Linked DNA regions of Rattus norvegicus: all the other regions are linked to region 1. The links are chromatin contacts, called in public Hi-C maps. All regions are on one chromosome and are shown on one strand. The core of a region is the stretch at or near the end of the contact, and the rest is flanking DNA. Distances in the headings are between cores, read along the strand shown.

Evidence for each region. A called contact is a pair of places that touch in the nucleus more often than the background predicts.
Region 2: a contact with region 1 is called in a Hi-C map of Schwann cells, with 15 times the contacts expected there. The contact joins the promoter of Maml3 here to the enhancer-like site in region 1. A contact is called at or near these places in 8 of 12 Hi-C or Micro-C datasets (the A7r5 cell line, the Rat2 cell line, Schwann cells and 5 more) and 1 of 1 datasets of contacts at active chromatin or transcription factors (oligodendrocytes).
Region 3: a Hi-C map of Schwann cells shows a contact between it and region 1, with 5 times the contacts expected there. The contact joins two enhancer-like sites. A contact is called at or near these places in 4 of 12 Hi-C or Micro-C datasets (the Rat2 cell line, Schwann cells, frontal cortex and 1 more).

The regions. Positions count from the first base shown.
Region 1 is chr2:137,883,479-137,886,940 of GRCr8, forward strand. All of the region lies in intron 2 of Maml3 (mastermind-like transcriptional coactivator 3), which reads right to left. Among named protein-coding and RNA genes, the nearest start is that of Mgst2, 41 kb to the left of the region's middle. Within about 2 kb of position 1,908, at least 42 of the 93 cell types and tissues checked have an H3K27ac peak or open chromatin away from gene starts, as enhancers often do. A contact at or near this core is called in Schwann cells, liver and prefrontal cortex, where this site is marked.
Region 2 is chr2:138,286,852-138,290,313 of GRCr8, forward strand. Maml3 (mastermind-like transcriptional coactivator 3) reads right to left here and starts at 1,764. Exons shown (of 5, transcript NM_001107675.3): 1 at 446-1,764. The coding sequence starts at 910.
Region 3 is chr2:138,188,777-138,192,238 of GRCr8, forward strand. The region is part of intron 1 of Maml3 (mastermind-like transcriptional coactivator 3); the gene reads right to left. Among named protein-coding and RNA genes, the nearest start is that of Maml3, 98 kb to the right of the region's middle. Within about 2 kb of position 1,630, at least 61 of the 93 cell types and tissues checked have an H3K27ac peak or open chromatin away from gene starts, as enhancers often do. A contact at or near this core is called in Schwann cells, where this site is marked.

The DNA of each region.
Region 1 (3,462 bases), core at 658-3,157:
CCATCCTGATGCTGACGCTGAGTCTACTTCAGCATTATTTCCACTTATGTCCCTGAACTCTAACTCCACAGCACCAAGTACACGTCTTAGAACAGCCATTGTGTGTGTGTGTGTGTGTGTGTGTGTGTGTGTGTGCGCGTGCGCTCCTATGCACAGGTGCTTGCAGAGGCTAAAAGAGGGCGTTGGCTCCCTTGGAGCTGGAGTTTTAGGTAGTTGTGAGCCTCCTGGCATGGGGACTGGGAACTGAACTCTGGTCTGAGAAAGGCAGTTTGCATTCTTAACTGCTGAGCCATCTCCATAGTCCACAATAAAGGCTTTTATTTATGCGTGTTCTCCGAAATCAGGTGGAGAGCTATGGAATACTTTTAATGTTAACAATGGACCTTTATGACTGCAGGTATCCAGATGCACAGGAGATGCCCCAATCTTCTAGTTCTGCTTGCTACCAGTTTCTAAGCCCCTCCTTGCTACAGGGTCAAGCTGTTTCTTGCCTCCTCGAGAGACAAATGGCTGATCAACTTGACACTTAACGCCAGATCTAGCCAACCAGCAGAGGACAGATAATAGGTTTCCTCCCATGCATTTCAACCTGTGTGATACTTCTTGGTTTTGATGACGAGAGATTTGAAGGGAAAATGAGATCCAAGGAAAGACAACACTTTCTTCAGCTTTTTCTTGAAAGGGCTGTTCTTTCTGGCCTTGTTTCTCTCTAAGCACTGAGATTTTATTGCCCATGTGACCCTCTGCATAGCTGAGAGATATAGCCAGGAGTGAAGGACTTCGTTCACAGCCTTCTCTCCCCTCGGAAAATAAGAGAGGCAATCGAGGCGACGATGTTCATACAACCAGCCTCATTTTGTTCCCGTGGACACCATCAAGCTTCTGGAGTTACTTTCATTCCCCAAATGGTCCTGCCCCCAAAGTTGTTAAGGCTCCCAATGCAGACTACACCACCCAATATGGCTGCAATGTTGCCTTCCGTATACAACGTCTTAAGGGGCTTCTCAGCAAGTGCACAGGTGTGTGTCCCAAAGTGGGAAGGCACATTATGATTGGCTTTACAAATGAAGCTGGGGCAGGCGCTGTTTATGTCACGGGCTTCTTTTAACCTCAAATCTAAGAGGGCTTAATGAGAAATAGTCTGTCAAATTCTAGGATTCCAAGTCCCCGCTGTCGTTTCTATGGAGGACACATACTGGGTTGTGCAATTAGAGAAAACCAGAGTGAGCTTTCGTCATGCGACATGTAATGCCTTGGAGCCAAATGATGCAGTATTTTTAGTTTTAATTACTGGTTTGTTCTCCACTCCCAGCCCAGCCGACCTCCCCTTGCTTTCCACTCAGAATCTTAATACATTCTCTTCTCCTTGAATCCAATTTGCTACGCAGATCTTCGAGGCTCTCCAAACACTCTTACTTTCTCAGTAAAATAAGGGGAGAAAAAAAGAGATCAAAACCAAAGAACCTGTCTTACACATTCCCCTTCCGCTCCAGGGACAAGAGCTTTAACAATTTTCTAACGGCTAGAGCGGGGGGGGGCGTGTAAACAACACTCTAGCCTCCCCCAAAGAGGCAGTTTCCGACTTCAAAAATCAGAGGCGATAAAAATATCTCCCGAGAACAGCCAGCTGTTTATTTATAAACCCACTTGTGGGGAAACTTGCTTTCTCTGAAGGGATTTTCCCCCCCACAAGAACATGCAGCATTTGGGTGATAGGGACCAGAGATGCGGCGGGTATGGAAGGTCATTGGTTCCTGGGAGGGACAGGATGCGGACAATCTGTGTACTTGGATCCAGCAGACCCTGTGCTTCATCCTTTTCTAGGTGGCCCCAGGGGGATCCTCATGAGCAGCTGTTGTTCTGCCCGTAGCCCAGCAGAGGGTGGTGTGAGCCCGGGACCACACTCCAGGCCTTGCGCCGAGTTCCCCTCACCCTCCGCCCCCCATCGCAGATGGCTTAATCAGGGCTGGGTCCCCCGCCCCGCCCGGGCCGCCGCTGCGGACGTGGAGCCAGGCAGTCAAGTGTTCCTGCGTACAGCAGGTAGCCTGGCAACTGCAGCATAATACGGAGCAGATGGTGTTCGCACGGCGTGATGGACATCACACACGACAGCCTGAGACAATCCAGGAATTCCCTGGTGGCTCGAGGCCCTCTTTGCACAAAATGAGTTCTCTCACCACGGCGGTGCATCTTAAGGGGTGGAGGTCTCTCCCTTCCCCACACCGAACTGGTTTCTTATTACCGAGTTCTCTCCAGCCAGAGGGAAGAGGGACTTGGCAGGGTGGGGTGGGGGTGAGGGGCGGGAAAAGGACGTGGAAGGAAACCGAAGGATGGGAAGCGGGAGGAGAGAAAGGGGGGCAGTGGCGACCAGACCCAGGGGCACCTCGCTGTTGGAGGGAACAGGGTTCCTCTAGCTAGAGAGACACAAAGCCTGTGCAGGGAGAAGGGACCTCTGCTCACCCCGCAACCGCATTGGCCTACCAGTCGCCCAAATGAAATTTAGGGTTTTCGTTAAAAAAGTCCCCTGGGGCGTAATATAGCCTCTTCAACTCCAGCCTATCTGCTTACAAGTCCTCAGGGGGCTCAGGCAAAGGGCACAGGAGTGGGCCCGGAGCTCCAGGCTGGCTAGAGAGCTCCTCACTGTTTGGTGGTCCTAACAAAGACCAGGAGCTCATGAGTTGGGCGGGTGCCCTGGGCCCCCAGAGAAACTCAGCCTGACACTCTGGGGGTGGGCATAGTGCCTAGTGCCACCACTCCGCGTGTGCCACTACTCCGTGTGTTCCTGTAGCCCGGAAAACAGAACACTGGAGGAAAGGAAATGTATGTTGGGCAGTTGTGGGTAAGAAAGAGTTGGAATAAATCGATAAGCAAAAAGAAAGGATACCTAGAAAATACCCCCCCCCCCCCAACACACACACTGAACTGGGTCAAGTAATAGGAAAAAATCTTTAACCAATCTCGGGCCAAATGGATTTTTGACTGAATTCTAAGTATCAAAGACTTCATATTCAGTATTTAGAGGCTGTCTACAAAGGCAAATTTTAAGTGTCAGAGGGTTAGGGTATATAGAAGAGGACAGCTAAGGTCACACCTGCCCAGCAAGAATTTAGTGCTTTCAAGTCAGTGAGCAGCAGGCAGAATGAATCCATCACCCAAAGGACCTGGGTTGTGACTCCCAGAGGGACGGGCTGGCCATCATGGCTCCATCCAAAGTCCCTCGAAAATCTGAAAATCACATTTAAAAGTGGTCAGTGACGACGAAAACTTTGGAGATGAAAAAGGCTAAGAAGATGTGACAACCTCCTCCTGCTTCCATAAGAGCTATGCGTGTACAGCAATGGCCAAGAGCGCAGCTTCTCAAAGTGTGGCCCAGGCTCACCTTGCATTAGTATTCCCTGGGAGCATGGCAAAATTGCAGATTCCCTGGCTCCACCAGACCTACTGAATCAGACCAGGTTCTCC
Region 2 (3,462 bases), core at 514-3,013, 400 kb after region 1:
ATTTCTCCCTGCACCGGGCGGATGTGTGGAGAGGGGTGGGCGAAAGGGGACCTATCTGGGGAGGCACGGTGGTACGGCGAAAGGTGAAGGCGGGGCGCGGAGAGGAGGAGCAGCGTGGTTTCTACTCCTGGGTTCACTCTCGTTCGAATCGATTTCTAAGACAAGGAGGGGGAAACTTTTGCTGCACCTCACTCTGGCACTAAAGCTCCCTCCTCCCCTTGGAGTCGTGACTGGCTTCTCTCCCTCTCATCCCTTCCTCCCCAAATCTGACAACCCTGACAGATTAACAGGTAGCGGCGGCGGCGACAGCGTTTACCCTAAGAAAAGTTGACGTTAACCCTTCCACTCCATCCAACCTCACCCCCGGTGCAAATCAGACCCTCACAGCCCCCAAGCCAGAAACTCCACGCCCCCGACCCCATCGCGCACCCCAGCGAGTCCTCACCATGATTAGCGTATGGTTCCTCTGCTCGGCTGAGGCAGCCTCCGCATCTTGCTGGGCTTTACTCGGGTGCTGCTGCTTGCCGGTGCCGGCGCCCGATTTCTTGGCTCTCTGCTCCAGGGTCCTCTGATAGAGGCTCACCGTGTCCCGGCGCTCCAGCTCCAGCTGCTCCACCTGAGCCTGCTGATACCTGTTCTCGCAGTTGACGTGGTGCCGGCGGCAGCCCTCGATGCGCTGGCGGAGCCGCTCGACTACCGTGCTGTGCTTGGGGACGGCCGCCGAGCTGCCGCCGGGGCCCCCGGAGCCGCCGCAGCCGCCGGCAGCGGGGTGATTGCTACTCGGAGCCACCGGAGTGCTATTGGGAGTATTCACGCCGATCCCGGCCCCGCCGAGGCTGCTGCTCAGGCTGCTGTTGATACAGATACTACCACCATTCGCGGCAGCAGCGGGGGCTGCGAAATCCCCCATCCTGCTCCCGGGGCACACTATTTTGGAAGAACTTTTTTTTTTTAATCCACCCCCTATCAGCCTCCTCCTTGGGTCCAAGGATTAAAATAGTTTAAGTGGAACGCGGGGGAGACGCAAGCACATGGATGAAAACAGCGATCCCCACGGGGTGGAAAAAAAAGAGGGGAGAGATTTTTGGGGTGGTTTTTTTTTTGTTTCCTTAAAAAAAGACTGTAAAGATCGAGGGGAGAAAAGGGGGGTCTTATCAGAATACCATCAGACACCTATCAATAGAATCCCAACAAACTGAGCCGGCAGCAGATCGGCTTGCAACTCAAGGGGAGATCCGCTCCTCGCCTGGCTCCTTTTAATAATCCATTATTTTCTAATAAATTCCAGGAGGTTTCCGGTGGTTGGCAAGCATTTTCTCCCTACGTACCGAAAAACACACCCCATGTACACACACGAGCGTGTGCCTCCAGTGCGGACACGCGCGACACACACTCACTCCACGCCGCATCGGAAAACGGCGAGCTTGCTTATTGCATTTTCCTTCCACAAAAAAGTTTTGGTGTTTATGCCGCCCCGTGTTCTCAAAGTACTTTGGCTGCTCAGTTGCATTTCACAGGAGCCTAGACATCGAGTCCTCGGGCTGGGCAAGTAAACACATGGACAGTCCGAGGCGACTGCAAAAGTAGATCGCTGGAGTCCTTTGCGAAACGCCGCCGCGCGGAGAGCAGCCACTAACGCTCGGCCAGGCTGCCGCTGCCGCCGCCGCCTCCGCCACCATCACAATGATCAACTGCTCGCCGCCGCCGCCTCCTCCTCCTCCTCGCGCTCCTCCACCTCCTCCTCCTCCTCCATGCCAGCGGAGTGATATCAGGACGCGCGAGCTCAGTAAACACGGCAGCGGCGGCGGCTGGAGGCCGTGAGACGAGCCCGGGGACCCAGTGCAAAACCTGGCCCGGACTCTCCCCGGCGGGAGCGGGCGCGGCGCGCACCGACCTGACTCCCGCCTCCCTTGCCGTCCCCCTCCCGCGCCCTCCCCTTCCCCAACCCAGCTGCTCCCCGGGATGGGAAGCACGACTTGCCAGGAGGACAGGGGAAAGCAAAGATTGGGGGGGATCTTAGGAGTGGATCACCTTTTGACCCGTGTGTGTGTGTGTGTGTGTGTGTGTGTGTGTGTGTGCGCGCGCGCGCGCGCGGCACGCGTGTATGTGTGTGTGTGTGTGTGTGAGTGAGCGCGCGGCGCGCGTGTGTGTGTGTGTGTGTGTGTGTGTGTGTGTGTGTGTGTATGTGCGCGCGCGAGTGCGCGGGGACGCGCCAGGCTGGCTGCGTTTCCTCCTGCCCAGCGAGGTATCCAGCGAGCCCAAGTTGTTGTTATACATTTATGCATTATATTGCAGAACTGTGCATGACCAGGCAGAAACATTGCAGCTTCCCAACAGTTATCATTCCCACCCATGTGAAACGAAAAGGTCAAATGAGTGGCTTGTTTTCAAGACCCAGAGAAGAAGACCCTGCTAGTGAACTCTTACTCAAAATTCTAGGACCCTCCTAACCCAAATACTTAATTTTTTTCTTACGTTTATTTATTTATTGGGAAGAAAAAGTGCCCAGTGCCACAGTGCACTCGCGCCTAGAAGTCAGATGACAGTTTTGTGGAGTCCTCCAAGGTGGGTACTAGGGTTTGAATCAAGGTTGTCAAGATCTCAGATCTCAACTTTACCTCCTGGAAATCTCATCTGGCTCAAGTACCCATTTCTCAATGAACAGAAATAAGCAGTCAAAACAAGACCTTGGGATATTATTTATTTCTCTGTACATAACGACTGTTGTTATTAGGGGGATTATTGTTTTATTTATCCCTGAAAAAATTAAAACCAAGCAAGCAGGGACTTGGAGGTGAGACTAACAGTACATTTTTAACAGACTGTTTTGAACACTAGGTGCTAATGACTACGGCAGTAATTAAGGGTCCTTCCTAAATCAAGTGGAAAGATTGCAGATTTCATGTGTTAGAACTATAGAGAAAAAAAAAAAAAACAAACCAGCATTTCACAGTTTGTTGTGACCAAAACAAAACAAGCCAAAAAAAAAAAAAAAAAAAAAAAAAAAAAGCAGGCTTACCTTACTGCTAGATACATTTCTATTTCAATGGATTCACAACATGGTACAATTGAAATGGAGTTAATACAGAAAAGTAATCTCTTGTTTTATTATCATGCGTTAGCTGCCCGGACATCAAGTATCTATCTGACAAGAAAGGGCTAAAAACACAGGGAATAAAAGAACTTTGGGCCTTGTTTTTTTTTTTTTTGTATGACAAAACTTTTCCTGGGGAGGTCCAATGCACACGCCTACTCATCCCAGACAGAGAGCCCATAAACCAGAGTACAGATACCACCGAAGTCCAACTTGGTGAACCAATGAGTTTTATTGGTGCTACTTACAGGAATATGGGTGAGGGGTTCCTTCAGGAGCAGAAATGACTCAAAGACAGCTGCATCACCACAGCCAAACCCAGGGTGGCTGACAGCTCATAAGCTCTGGGAGCCCGGAGCACACTGCAC
Region 3 (3,462 bases), core at 380-2,879, 310 kb after region 1:
CTCTTCCTCTTCCTCCTCTTCCCCCTCTTCCTCCTCCTCCCCCTCTTCCTCTTCCTCCTCTTCCTCTTCCTCCCCCTCTTCCTCCTCCTTCCCCTCTTCCTCTTCCTCCTCCCCCTCTTCCTCCTCCTCTTCTTCTTTTTTGCCCATTTTAGGGGTTTTACTTTGTCATTGCTAAAACAGACCCAGTAGATGACAAAGGTGTTTCAGGAACCTGACATTCCATAATGTGTAAACTCCTCTGGTCTAACCCAGAAGAAACCAGAAGCAGGTCGAACAAGAGTGGTTAGGAATCTTGTCTAAATGCTGCAAAGGCAGCAGGCAGCACTGGCTACCTTTGCTCTTCAAGACTAAAAGGGAAACATTCCGGTTCCTCAACCTTTGTAAACATTTCCCAGTGTGATCCCTCCGGCTTAATCTAGCTTTAGCTGTGTTTCCTCCTATGAAAGCCATTTAGCTTCGGTTCAAACAAAAAGACAAAAATTTATGTAGAGGATGGGAAAGGCAGATGGGGAGGGAGAAGGATCTTTTATTCTGCAGGATCCCGAGTGAGGAATAGAATAGATTTCATCCTTTTGCCAGGACACCCAAATGGCAAATCCAGGAAGAGGGTAGAAGAAACACCTAACACAGTCTGCTAAAGGCCAGGGGCCACTTCAAGTTATCAACCCCTACTCCGGCTGCGAAAGCCTCTCACCTTCATCACCAAAGAGAGCATTCTCCATGAAATCTGTGCTGTCCTAAGGTCAGATCTGCAAAGCTATAATTATCCAGGTAGCTCGGGTCTGATGTTTCTCAAAATATCCAGGTAATTATAGGAGAAAGGTCATTTCCTCTATATAATCTCAAACCTACCACTGGCTGTCTACACTGGCAGTTTGCCAGTCAAGATCGCCTGTCATTTCACTTTGTTCTTGACTAGAATGTGCCAAGGACTAGGAATCCTAATGGAGGAGTTTTAAAACTGACTTTTATACGGATACTTCTTCCTTCATTCTGCCCCCCTCCCCCCGCCCCCAATGTGCTGATGGTATCCTCACAAGATGTAAAAACACCCTCTGCTAATTTTTAACATTCAAATGAATTGCATTCTGGGAAGAAGATATTGTGAAACGGAAAGGAAAGGAGAGGGGTGAAGAGGAGGAAGAAGGAACAGAGCGGCCTCAAGGCCTCCAAAACTGAGGACCTTAACTGCTTGACCCTGTTCCTGTTCCGAGTGAGAAAAAGCACAGGTCTTGCAGGTCAACAACCTGCTTTTTCCAAGTATGGACTTCGACAGCAGGGGTAGTTTGGGGACAGGAGGAAGCACATCTGCATGGAGAAGCCACTGTTCTTTTGCTTCACAAAGGAAAAAAAATGGCATTTATCCCAAGTACGACAGAGCGTGGTTGGATTCGCCTCCCCCATCCTTTCTTCCCTCTTCCTCCTCCCATCACCCTCGCCACCGCCCCTTCCTGTCGGAAGAGAAAAGGTGGGAGGGGGAGGAGGACCCACCGGTCACAGGCGGCGCGGTGGGATTCTCTTTCTCTGGCTTTTACCATCCAATGGGGGTCAAGACGCTATTGGTTCAGCTTCATGTGCGAGCGGGTGCCTCTCGCTTAGCAACAGCGAGCAGCGGCGGAGGCAGGAAGCAACGCCACCTGGCCCAGGGAGTGTGTGCTGCTTTAAAAGGGAGACAGAAGGGGAGAAGAAAGAGCAATCTAGCTTAACATATTGTACTCTCAAGAACGAGGCTTCATCAGGCTGATAAAGACAGCCAGCCAGGCAAAACCCGGACACGAGCTCCGTCCCTTGAGCGTGTCTGTATCACCCGAGGTGGTCTACACATAGTTTTTGTTTTAAAGGACAATCTACTGTACGACCAGGGAGGTGGATGGGAAGATGGTTATCTGGGAGGTGGGGGTGGTTCTACTCTCAGTGAGTTCAGTCAGTCTTACTTGTTCTCATATTAGGGTATTACTAGAAAAGACAAAGTAAAATTGGGTGTGCTTGAAAAAGCAATTGGATAGGTGGTAATCATGACTTCATTTTTTTTAAATTAGTCAACACAGTGCTAAATTCCATCGTAGTGGTCGACAATTAGCCTTTTGGAGTAGAAAATGGCAAAAGAGAAAGACAATCCTGTAAAATGTGGGGGGTGTGTGTGTGTGTGTGTCTGTCTGTCTGTCTGTCTGTCTGTCTGTCTGTCTGTCTGTGAGACCTGGGGTGTATCTGTAAGAGATATGTGGTGGTGGTGGTGGTTGTGTGTGTGTGTGTGTGTCTGTCTGTCTGTCTGTCTGTCTGTCTGTCTGTCTGTGAGGCCTGGGATGTACTTGTAAGAGATATGTGGTGGTAGTGGTGGTAGTGTGTGTGTGTGTGTGTGTGTGTGTGTGTGTGTGAGTGAGAGAGAGAGAGAGAGAGAGAGGAGAGAGAGAGAGAGAGAGAGAGAGAGAGAGAGAGAGAGAGAGAGAGAGACCTGGGGTGTCTGTGTAAAAGATGTGTGTAGGTGTGTATGTGATGTGGTGTGTGGGAGAGGGAGATTTGGGTTTTTCCCTTTGCTGCTTTTGTGATCCAAGGGGCATTCCGCAGAGACTGGGATGAGCTCTGAAGCTCTCCCCTGCCTGAGTGTGGCAGACTTCGTGCCAGTGACAATAAGGAAAAGCATCCAGCTAGTTCATATCCCTTCAAGGTGCGTAACTCCTCCCTTCCCCTTGTTCTAGGCCTCCCAACCATGCTTTTATAAAGACCCCTAACTTCTGTATCCACTAAACCCCAATCCATCCCATAACATCCAAGAGCCGGTCTTAGACTCCAAACCACAGATGACAAAGTTCCTCCCTTTATTTCTCAGAGGAAAATTAGTCAACAGGGATCTTTCCCTGGTGTCAACTGGTGCCCTGAGACAAAGACCAATACTGTAGAGGACACAGATGGGCTACACCCCCAGCACTGTCTACACCAGACCCAGTTAACCCCTTCTGTGCTGAGTTGGAGAAGCCACTGACTATAGTGACACCTACTGCTCAAGAACAGTTGTACATCCTTCTTCTCCAACCACATTCATGAAGCAGCCATTCGCCCCACTCCTGGGCACAACAGCACACTCCTCTTCTACCCGGGGTTAACCGGTAAATGAGGGCACTCGAAGCCCCTCACATACAGGCTGGCACCTGACACTCAGGTCTCCTCTGTAGGGATACAGCCGCTATTAGCAGAGATGGACACAAGATGGACAGAAAACAGGTTGATAAAAGCCCACAGGCTCTGCAAGTGAAACCATGTTATTCATCCTCTCAGAAATAGACTGAATTATTCAGGGAGAGAGTATCCACTGACCTTCACAGAGAAATACATGGAGTAAAGTTCTAGGGAGAAAGAGTCAGTTCACTTAGGAAAGCAAGTTACAGTCTTCTGAAGCCTAGCTTAAAAAAAAAAAAAAACAAAAATCAAAAAAAAACCTCTGTAGTGATGGGAACAGTACCCACA